2 separate regions of the Mus musculus genome follow, and region 1 is linked to region 2. A link is a contact called in public Hi-C data. All regions are on one chromosome and are shown on one strand. The core of a region is the stretch at or near the end of the contact, and the rest is flanking DNA. Distances in the headings are between cores, read along the strand shown.

Region 1 (4,606 bases), core at 1,844-4,343, 94 kb after region 2:
GGATTCTTACATGACTCTCCTGGTAACAAAAATTTTACAACGAAAATATCAAGGGAGAATTTTTTTTTTGGTTTGGTTTTTCGAGACAGGATTTCTCTGTATAGCCCTGGCTGTCCTGGAACTCACTTTGTAGACCAGGCTGGCCTTGAACTCAGAAATCTGCCTGCCTCTGCCTCCCGAGTGCTGGGATTAAAGACGTGTGCCACCATGCCCGGCTTTTTTCTTGTAATTTAAAAAAACTGTAAGATCATATGTTACCTTTAATCTTTGTTACTGTATATTAAGTGTATAAAATAATGGCTTCATGATGACATATTGTACACATGCATAAAATCTGAATTGACAATTTTCATCCCTAACTATCCTCAGTTTCCCACATAGTTTCTCTGATCCCTTCCTCTTCTCTAACAGAGACCTCCAATTTCACATCTTCCTTAAAAATGTTGATCTCTGCTTATACACACATTGCTGAAAATCACATGATACTGTTATTACTACAAATATTCATACATACTAAAACACATATATAATATATGCTAAACTCACATTTATATGCAGCTATAATGATTCTATATTTTGTCAAATGTGAATATTGTCATGATAAAAATATAGTTTATAATGTATTCTCACTTTGAATAGTAGGGGTATACACTTAAGAGTGGTATAGCTAGATCACTTGGTACTTCTAGTTTTGACTATTTTTAGGACTATTTTCATTGTAATTGTGCTAATTTGTTTTCCTAATAGTAGTGTATAAAATTTCTTTTCTCTGGCTCTTTTCTAGTTTTCATTTGGTTGGTTGGTTTGTTTGATTGATTTTGTTGTTGTTGTACTTGTTTTATTGATAAAAATAACTGTTATGGCTGGGTTGTGATGGAATCTCACTATAGTTTTGATTTATAATTTTTGCTCATGGCTAAAAATAATAAACATGTTTTATGTATTTATTGGCTATATTCCCTTAATCTTTTGAAGTGTTTGTTCATTTCACTTGCCCATTTACTGATCAAATCATGTCTCATTTTGGTGTTAAATGTTTTGAATTACTTATGTATTCTGGATTCACTGTTGGATGAATAAACACCAAACGTTTTCTCCACTCATAGGATGTTTCCAATACAACAATCATTTCTTTTGCTGTGAAGAAAGGACAATAAATTGTATCTCAGACCTGTAGTAATGAAAACAACAAGGTGCTGGGACCAAAACAAATGTATATACCAGTGAAATAGAATAAAAGATCCAGAAATAATCTCATACAGCCACAGTCATTTGATTCTAAACCAAGAGGTCAAAAGGCCACAATACTAAAAAATCAGTATCAACAAATGCTGTCTGGAAAGCTGGGAGCTACACACAGGGCATTCGTATAGAAACCCTGTCTGTGACTGTACAAAATTCAAGTGAGAATGCATGGTAATACTCAATCTAAGAACTAGAATTTTGACCCCAGTAGAGGGAAGCACAGGTGGGATGCTTTCAGGTCTAAGTCTGAATAGGAGTGGCAGAGCTGACTGCCTTAGATAAGCCTCTTCTCACTATATCACAAACAACCACAGGCACCAACATACTGAGTTTCATTACGACTTTCAAATTTCTGTTTACTTGTGAGACCCTACATTGTGGGTTATTATTTGTCATCACGTGTCCCTCATCTAGAAACTCTTAACATTCTTTTAATCATACTCAGAAGCACTTGGTAGCATTTTGATAACATTACTTTTTCCTTCAAAAATATTAACACCATTTCTTCTAGAAAAAAATGTTAAGTAAGTTATTCGTAATATGTTTTCTTATTTCATTGTTTTTGTATGTGTGGGGTTTGTGTGTATGTGTGCATGAGTATGTGCATATGTGTATAAATCAGAGATTAAGCTCAAGATTCACCCACCTATTTTTTTTCTTGATTGTTTGTTTGTTTGTATGTTTGGTTGGGTTTGGGGTTTTGGTTGGTTGGTTGGTTGGTTGGTTGGTTGGCTGGTTGGTTGGTTGGTTGGTTGGCTGGCTGGTTGGTTGGCTGGCTGGTTGGCTGGTTGGTTGGCTGGTTGATTGGGTTTTTGTTTTGTTTTGTTTTTTGTTTGTTTGTTTGTTTTAATTTGAGATGGGATCTCTCAGTGGGACCTGGGGTCGTGGACTACTCAATAAAGGAATTTCAGGGATCCTTCTATCTCTACCTCTCCAGCATTGGGGTTACGGCATAGTCCTTTGTGTGTAGGTACTGATGACAAAATGCAGGTACCCTTACTTGTACAGCAATCATTTGAATGAGCTATTGTCCCAGACTATCCTTTTATTACTTTTTCAGAAACATAATGGGTTTTCATTTTATTTTTTCATCCTAGCTACATATCTGATCATGAAGTTGAAATTGAATTTTTCATCATATGTTAAAACAGCCCTATTTTATTGTTTGTCTATTACATTTTCTTGTATTTTGTGTGCATTTGTTTGTGGGAGGGCGAGGATGAGAGGAGGCACACACATGCCACGGTGCTAGTGCAGAAAACTACTTAACATTCAAATTTCTCCTTCAACCTTTTAGAAACTAGAGACTGTACTTAGGTTCTCAGACTGGACTTTACCTGCTGATCCATCTCACAAGCCTCTATAGGACAGTCTTAAAATCACCACAGAATACACATATCATATTTTTTAAAAAACTGAACTATATTCAAGGATATCAAACTACTCTACACTATATTTTGTTACATTTTCTGTTAGGTTTACATTGCATTAAAGGAAAAATGCATTTGTTTCATTGTCTTTAAAAGTACTTTTATGTTTTTATGATGATTTTTCTAAGCTATGAACAATAACACAGCTTCAATTGTTAAGCTCTTCTTCTGATATATTTTTTTAGCAGCTATTCAGAATTCTTACCAGATAAAACATCTCTAAAAATATAAAAGGAATAAGATGCTAATTCACATGGATTCATTTTCAATCAGAACAATTTATTGGAGAATTCCTGACATGGCATCAGGACAGAACGGAGGACTCATTGTTATGCTTCAGGACATGGGCTGTAGGAGAGCTCTCTGTGCTATTCTTTCCCTGCTCTCCCACCCTGGCAGCATCCAAACTCAGTGGTGTAATCCTGCCGATGACTAACTTCCATTGTGCAAAGAACTTAATTACATACTGTGGTTCAGTTCCTACTTTGCCAGGCAGTCGCTCAGCCATAAAAGAATGCTGTAGAAAGTAAGTGGGGAAACGCAAACGAAATTGAAAGCACATGATCGTAGTCAGGAGGCAAATAAGTACTTTTCAAAGAAAAGCCAGAATTCTTTAACTGGGAGCTGGATCACACTCCTAAAACAAAGAGGAGCTGGCATCCAAGGGGAAATATTTTGTAATTTCACTGAGTGAGCAACATTGTAACATTACTTGAGCTATTTTTACTGTTTTGATGACTGGTCAATTGGTGAAAATCATCGAGAAAACTGAAAAGGTTTTTAAAACCATAAATTTTTGAAAATGAATAATGATGCTTTTTAGAGGAATGCTCAGTGTATCTTTTATGGGGAGATAATTGATTTAATCTTTGATTTATAATTATAAGTAACAGGGAACAGGGAAGATAGATCCTATGACAGTGTATGAAGCAGTGTATGAAGCTGGGTAGGTTGAAGTTTGGGGGTAACTTTCTGCAACATACAGAAGCCCCGAGTCTGGTTTATAATATCAAGACACGATCTTTGAAATATTAATAGCTCTGTCTGTGAGAGCACTGATTTAAAGCATGTATCTATAAATAAAAAATGTTTAGTTTCACTAATGGTGTTGAAGCCCAACCTACACTTCCCAGGTAACAAAGACCTACCTAGAGGTAGCAATGCAATGTACCTCAAAATTAATTGACACTCACTCGTTTGTTTTAGCAAATATATACGTTTGTGTGTGTGTGTAAAATGTATGTCAGCACAATTCTATTTCAGATGCTAATCCCTGCATATTTTAAACCACTGAAGTTACTTTAAACACTGTTCTAATTGCATTTTTATAGTTTATTTTTAAATAAGCTCTATTATGTTAAAACGAAAGAGAGAAACTGAATTGCATGTTTTTCGAACTGTCACATGGTCTGATGACTGTAATATACTATGAGAGGGACAAACATGACATGACACACTAACAGTGTAAGACAAGGGCAGAGGACATTGGGAAGACACTGTCATGTCAGTCAAATCTGCCTGGGCTTGAGTTCCAGCTCCTGCTCCTGCTTGAGTGGACTTCTGGCTGTAGCTCCTCTCAGTGTTCCCTCTGATGTGTGAACCTACGAAGATCATCTATTTTTTCATATTTGGTAAAAATGGGACAAAACAATGGCATACACGGGATTGAGTAATTTAAATTAATGAGGAGTAACTCCCATAACTGTAGAGATTTTCACTGAGATACATCAATTAGAATGATAAAGGTATCACACTTAAGGGCTTTGATTTTTTTAAATTGTATTTTTAGTGTGTGTGTGTGTGTGTGTGTGTGTGTGTGTGTGTGTGTGTGTGTGTAGGAGTAAACTTGCAGGATTTGATTCTCTCCTTCTTTCATGTGAGTAGTGAGAATTGAATTTTTACAAAAAGTACTTTGACCTGATAGGCTGCCT
Region 2 (4,862 bases), core at 1,767-4,266:
CTACCTTCTGCGTGGGTCTTCAGGCAAGGTTTTAAGGCATCCTCGGAATCATACAGCTCTATATTATCCACAAGACCATGGAGGCAAAGTAGCAGTTGGAGTCACTTTATCAAAATCACATTAGAAAGTCACATAATTAACTGATGAACTGGGACATTCACGCAAACTCTTAAGTTATTTTTCTTTACTTTGGACTCCTGGAATTTCAATAGTTTTATTTAGCCATCTCATTTTTTTTTTTTTTTTTTTTGTTAAAACTCCCATAAAGATGAGTTTCTTAGCAATCAGCTCAATGGCCTGGTTTTGTTCATCCAACTTTGTCATGTCTATCCCATGATAGATAGGAGAATATATGTTAGTAAATATGTTGCTGCAGGTTTTCTGTAGTTTTAAAGCACGTTAGGCATCACATTTCAAGTATAATTTATTTTCTTATATATAAGGAGCTCTTTATATAGCTTCCTATATAGCCTCTTCCTATATAGCTTTAGGTTTCAAACTACTGATGAAACAAGAAAGCAGCATTAACTGGTTGACTTTATCTTAGCTATATAGGAAAGCTACGTTATCTGGTTCTCTTTATCTTAACTCTATCTATGAGTCCAGCTTACTGCATGGAAATTGTGGCACAGATCAGAAATTTTCACTTCCCATATGACTCAACTCAACTGCTTAGGGCCAAGATATTTGATAAATATTTAAAGTCTCATTGAAGTGTTATCTAACTTAAACTAATCATTTTAACTTTTGTTTTATCCTTGTAAAGAGAGCGAGACAGCCATATGATAGTGTCTGAAAAGACCAATCCTGTGAACAATAGATACATAAAACTTTCAGCTAAGCCAATTAAATACTATATTAGTTTTATAAGTATTTTTACCATTATAGCTCTATGGTATTAATACATGACTATTTACATACACTATTCAATTATACATATATAAAGTGGTTTAATGGTAATTAAGATTTAATTATACTTATTACATTAAATTAATAGGCATTGCTTTTATATGAGTATGAATAAAACTAAGGTCATTATTATTATTATTTGCAATTTAAAGTGAGGTTAAGTTGACCATAAACGTAAGTTCATCTCTATCCTACACATCACTAATTCAGTGAGATCATTGTCTGGGTAGTCCGTACACATTCTATTTGGAAAAAGACAACTCAGCAAAAATAAATAAATAAATAAAAGTGCCAGTTATATTATTTTCTAGTTATTGTTAGTATTTTAATATATTGAGAAAAATATTTTAAAAGAATTTAACATACTGCTGTGTTACTCATGCGCAGATGACCACTCAGGATGACCTTTCTTTCAAGAATGGCTGATGATTATTTTTAAGTGAACATTTTAATTTGTATTACTAAATAAGTGATTTGTGGAAAAAATCAGTTTTCCCATCTTCATGATGAAAAGAAAAACAAACAAACAAACAAACAAAAAACCACTACTTCTCTACTGAAAAGCAAACAAAAAATAATAAAACCAGTCAGACTGATAAAGGCAGCCAAGGCACTAAGGAAAGAAAATTAAACTGTCCCATTAGCGTGAAAGTGGGTCACCAAACATGGGAAGCGGTCTTTGTGCTAATGGGTTTACATACATTTTTCTTTCACATGGGCATAAGCATAATGTCTACAACATTGGCTCTACAAAACGTTTTTAAGTGAGTGTTGTACAGCTACTGTGCTCCCTGCACTTCAGCTGTCCTCTATTGTTAACTTGCTCGATACAATTCTCAATGTTCAAAATCATTAAGAGGAAATTAAAGTTGTAAGTGTTGCTGCAAGGCAATCAATTATTCAGAGAAGTTGTCTTAAGAGTTTGTATTCACAAATCATTAAAACTAGATAATGAAAAGTCTGAAAAAAATATCATGAGTCTGCTCAGTATCCACGAAAACAAATATTCTCAATATTAGGTTTACACTTTGATCCATTGAGAATGCAAGGATGCCCGTTACACTGACAATAATTAATCCAGCATCAAGGAAATGCCGTTAGCTTTCCATGAGTGTTCTTTCTAATTTGCTAGTCTGTTATTTACTGTATCTACCCAGGAGCTAATTATCAATCAATCATTAAATGCATCCTTCTATGTGTATGAAAGGCCTTTTTACAAAAGAACCCAACTTAAGCTCACTGTATATCCCTTGAACCATCACTGCTGTTAATAATGTGGCATGCATATGCTACCCATGAGAACCTGTATCGCTGAGCACAGCATCGCCCGGCGGGATCCACAGCACTTCAATAAGGCGGTTGTAACATAAACACATGCACACACGCGCGCACTCAAACACCTCGGGTCCAACGAGCCCCCTTCTCTCCAGTCCATTCATAAGTGCCAAAGGGTGTAAGCAGGAGCAACCTGTCATTATCTTTAAAACACACCGCGGGGATCTCAAGAGAGGCTAGCCTTTTCTTTGAAACTTCTCAAAGAACCACATGGTCATAATTAGAAAATAAAATACTGCCTTGGCTATTTGGCAATTAACAGTCTGGGTTGTTAAAAAAAGAAAAAAAGAAAAAAAGAAACCGAAGGTTTTCTTTCTTTCTGGTTCAAATTGGTAAATGTGGTAATCACTTGAATCGCTCGCTATCAGATTAAAAACAGATTTATTATTATTTTTAAAGGTTTCTACAATCCCAAGACATCCCCCAAAAGTGTTTTGGGATTGCTACTGGGCAAACAATCTTTTCGCTGCCACTGCTTTCTGGGCATCTCAGGGAACAGCGCCGTCCGGGGGCTGTGGGCTCCGCTCCGGCGGGAGCGGCGCGGTTACCTGGCTTACCTTCGTTGGAAGGCTGTGGGCTCAGTTCTCCGGAGCAGCTGAGGACGCAGCAGCCGAGCAGGACGAGGATGGAGAGGTGACAATCCATGTTGCTGGTGCACCGGGCAGTGAGAGGAGCATATCTCCGCGAAGCATACCACTGATGTGAGGGGGAGCGCTCTGATTGCTGGAGAAGTTACCATGCTCCGCTCGCAGTCTGATGTCAAGTTTGACACTGGAGATAAGGAGGAGTCTGGCTGCCTTTCTGCGAACCCCGCTCGGGGACTTCTCTGGGTCCTAGTGCCGTCGCCAGCGGGCGCTGAAGAAGAGCAGGGCAGCCCCATGGCTGGCAGCCAGCTCCGTTCCACGGAGCTGCGGAAGAACGCAGAGGGGTGGAGGTCGAGAGTGTTGCTGGTGGGGTAGGAAAGCCAGAAGATGTGCTGGGACAGCGACAGCGACGGAGAGTCTTGGGAGCCATTCCGTTTTCACGGGAAGGCAGCTATTTGTTTGCTATACTTGATCAGTTGCCTATTTCTGAAAGATCCCTATTAGAGGTACTGTGAGTTGAAACTAATGTTCAAAAAAGTAGTATTGTTTTTAAAAGTGGAAGACGTTCATTCAATTATTGTAGAACGACAAAGACCATTGCAATTAATCCGTTTACTGTGTTCTGTGTGTTCACAGTCCTCTTAGTGATTCAACAAGATAAAAGTAGACTGCTCAGTCTACCACATGGTATTGGGGCTGTTAAAGGCATTTGATACAGCAATCTCAGCTGAAACAGAGAGGTCACAGTCAGGTTCTGAACACTGGCAAATAGCCGTTGCCCTCCCAGGACAGGAACAATCCTAGCCAAAGCCATAGCTTCAGACTACCACTCATTCCATCGGATGGTTGCTGGATTTGCAATATAAATCGAAAGTCCTGAACAAGGAATGCTCCTGCCTACAACTAGCTAGCACTAGAACTTTCCTGTTTTGTGAGACTCGGAGATTAACTCATAGCTCCCTGTTCTGCCTTCCAGCTGCCACTAATCTGGGACTATTTGAAGGCTGCTCTTTTAACGCTGAAAAATCCAGTATTTCCTAGAGAACAATGTCCTTGGACTTGCTAAATTACTTTGCATGATGGTTACAAACGGTCTCATGCTGAACAACCTCACTGCAACCTACTTCAGCCATGTAATTTATCCAATTTCTACTTTAAGATCTCTTTTGAATTATCTTTGAAATAGGTCCCAGAAAATGATTCCTCACCAACCCTCTCAACCACCCATCCATCTCAGCCTATCCTGAAAAGGAGCAAGATGACTTCCTTACACGGCTTCAAAACGGAAAATTAGGTTGACAACGTTAACGCCAGTGATCAGTGTTAGAGCCCTGAGAAGGGAGACGGAGTAGGTTTTTAAGGGTCCTGATAATAAGATGTGTATTTCACAAGCACTCCACTTTCTATGACCCTGGAATTTAGGCTAATGGCTTCTGATACTCTTTGTTGACTGTTTGGTAAAGATGGGTTGGGTTGAAGAAGCCAGATGGAAGAGACTGATTCTGTTCACACTTCCTCGAGAGACTTGTCTCCCTAACTCCTTCTCACATTAGGCCACCAGAGGCTGTAGAGCCCACCAGTGCTAAATCTGACTCCATTGAAAATAAGGTTTGTTGACCAGAAAATGGAGAGAGTGGGGATTGCCTCATAATGTTTGCAGTTCCACAACAGTTACATTGCTTCATAGCTGGATATGATTTTTTTTTTTTACTGAGAGTTTGAAAGAAATGACATTTATTTCAGATTGCAATTTAAAAGCATTTGGAAAGGTCATGATGGTATGCTGGTCTTTATGAACGTATTACTTCCTTTCCTCTCACTATCCCATTATTTCTCTTTCACATCTAACATCTAACAACCACCTGGGATGGTGAAAAGGTTGTTCATGTTTGAACAATGTTACAAGTATGCAGAAATGGAGTTTAAAGCAATGCCTGAGCTAGGCACACTATGTAAGCTATCTAGGATGTCTCAGTTGTAGACTCCTTAATCCAAAAAGACAGCAGAAAAAGAGAGGTCCCAAAGCTGAGAGTG

The links. Hi-C and Micro-C count contacts between places; a contact is called where the count stands out from the background.
Region 1: a Hi-C map of tail fibroblasts shows a contact between it and region 2, with 2.2 times the contacts expected there. The contact joins the enhancer-like site here to the promoter of Epha3 in region 2. A contact is called at or near these places in 2 of 39 promoter capture datasets (embryonic stem cells and hippocampal neurons), 4 of 484 Hi-C or Micro-C datasets (adipose-derived mesenchymal stem cells, cortical neurons and tail fibroblasts) and 1 of 9 other capture datasets (liver).

What each region holds. Positions count from the first base shown.
Region 1 is chr16:63,955,223-63,959,828 of GRCm38.p6, forward strand. No RefSeq gene overlaps it. Among named protein-coding and RNA genes, the nearest start is that of Epha3, 93 kb to the left of the region's middle. Within about 2 kb of position 3,094, at least 67 of the 459 cell types and tissues checked have an H3K27ac peak or open chromatin away from gene starts, as enhancers often do. A contact at or near this core is called in adipose-derived mesenchymal stem cells, cortical neurons and tail fibroblasts, where this site is marked.
Region 2 is chr16:63,861,159-63,866,020 of GRCm38.p6, forward strand. It overlaps Epha3 (Eph receptor A3), which reads right to left and starts at 3,017. Exons shown (of 17, transcript NM_010140.4): 1 at 2,802-3,017. The coding sequence starts at 2,889.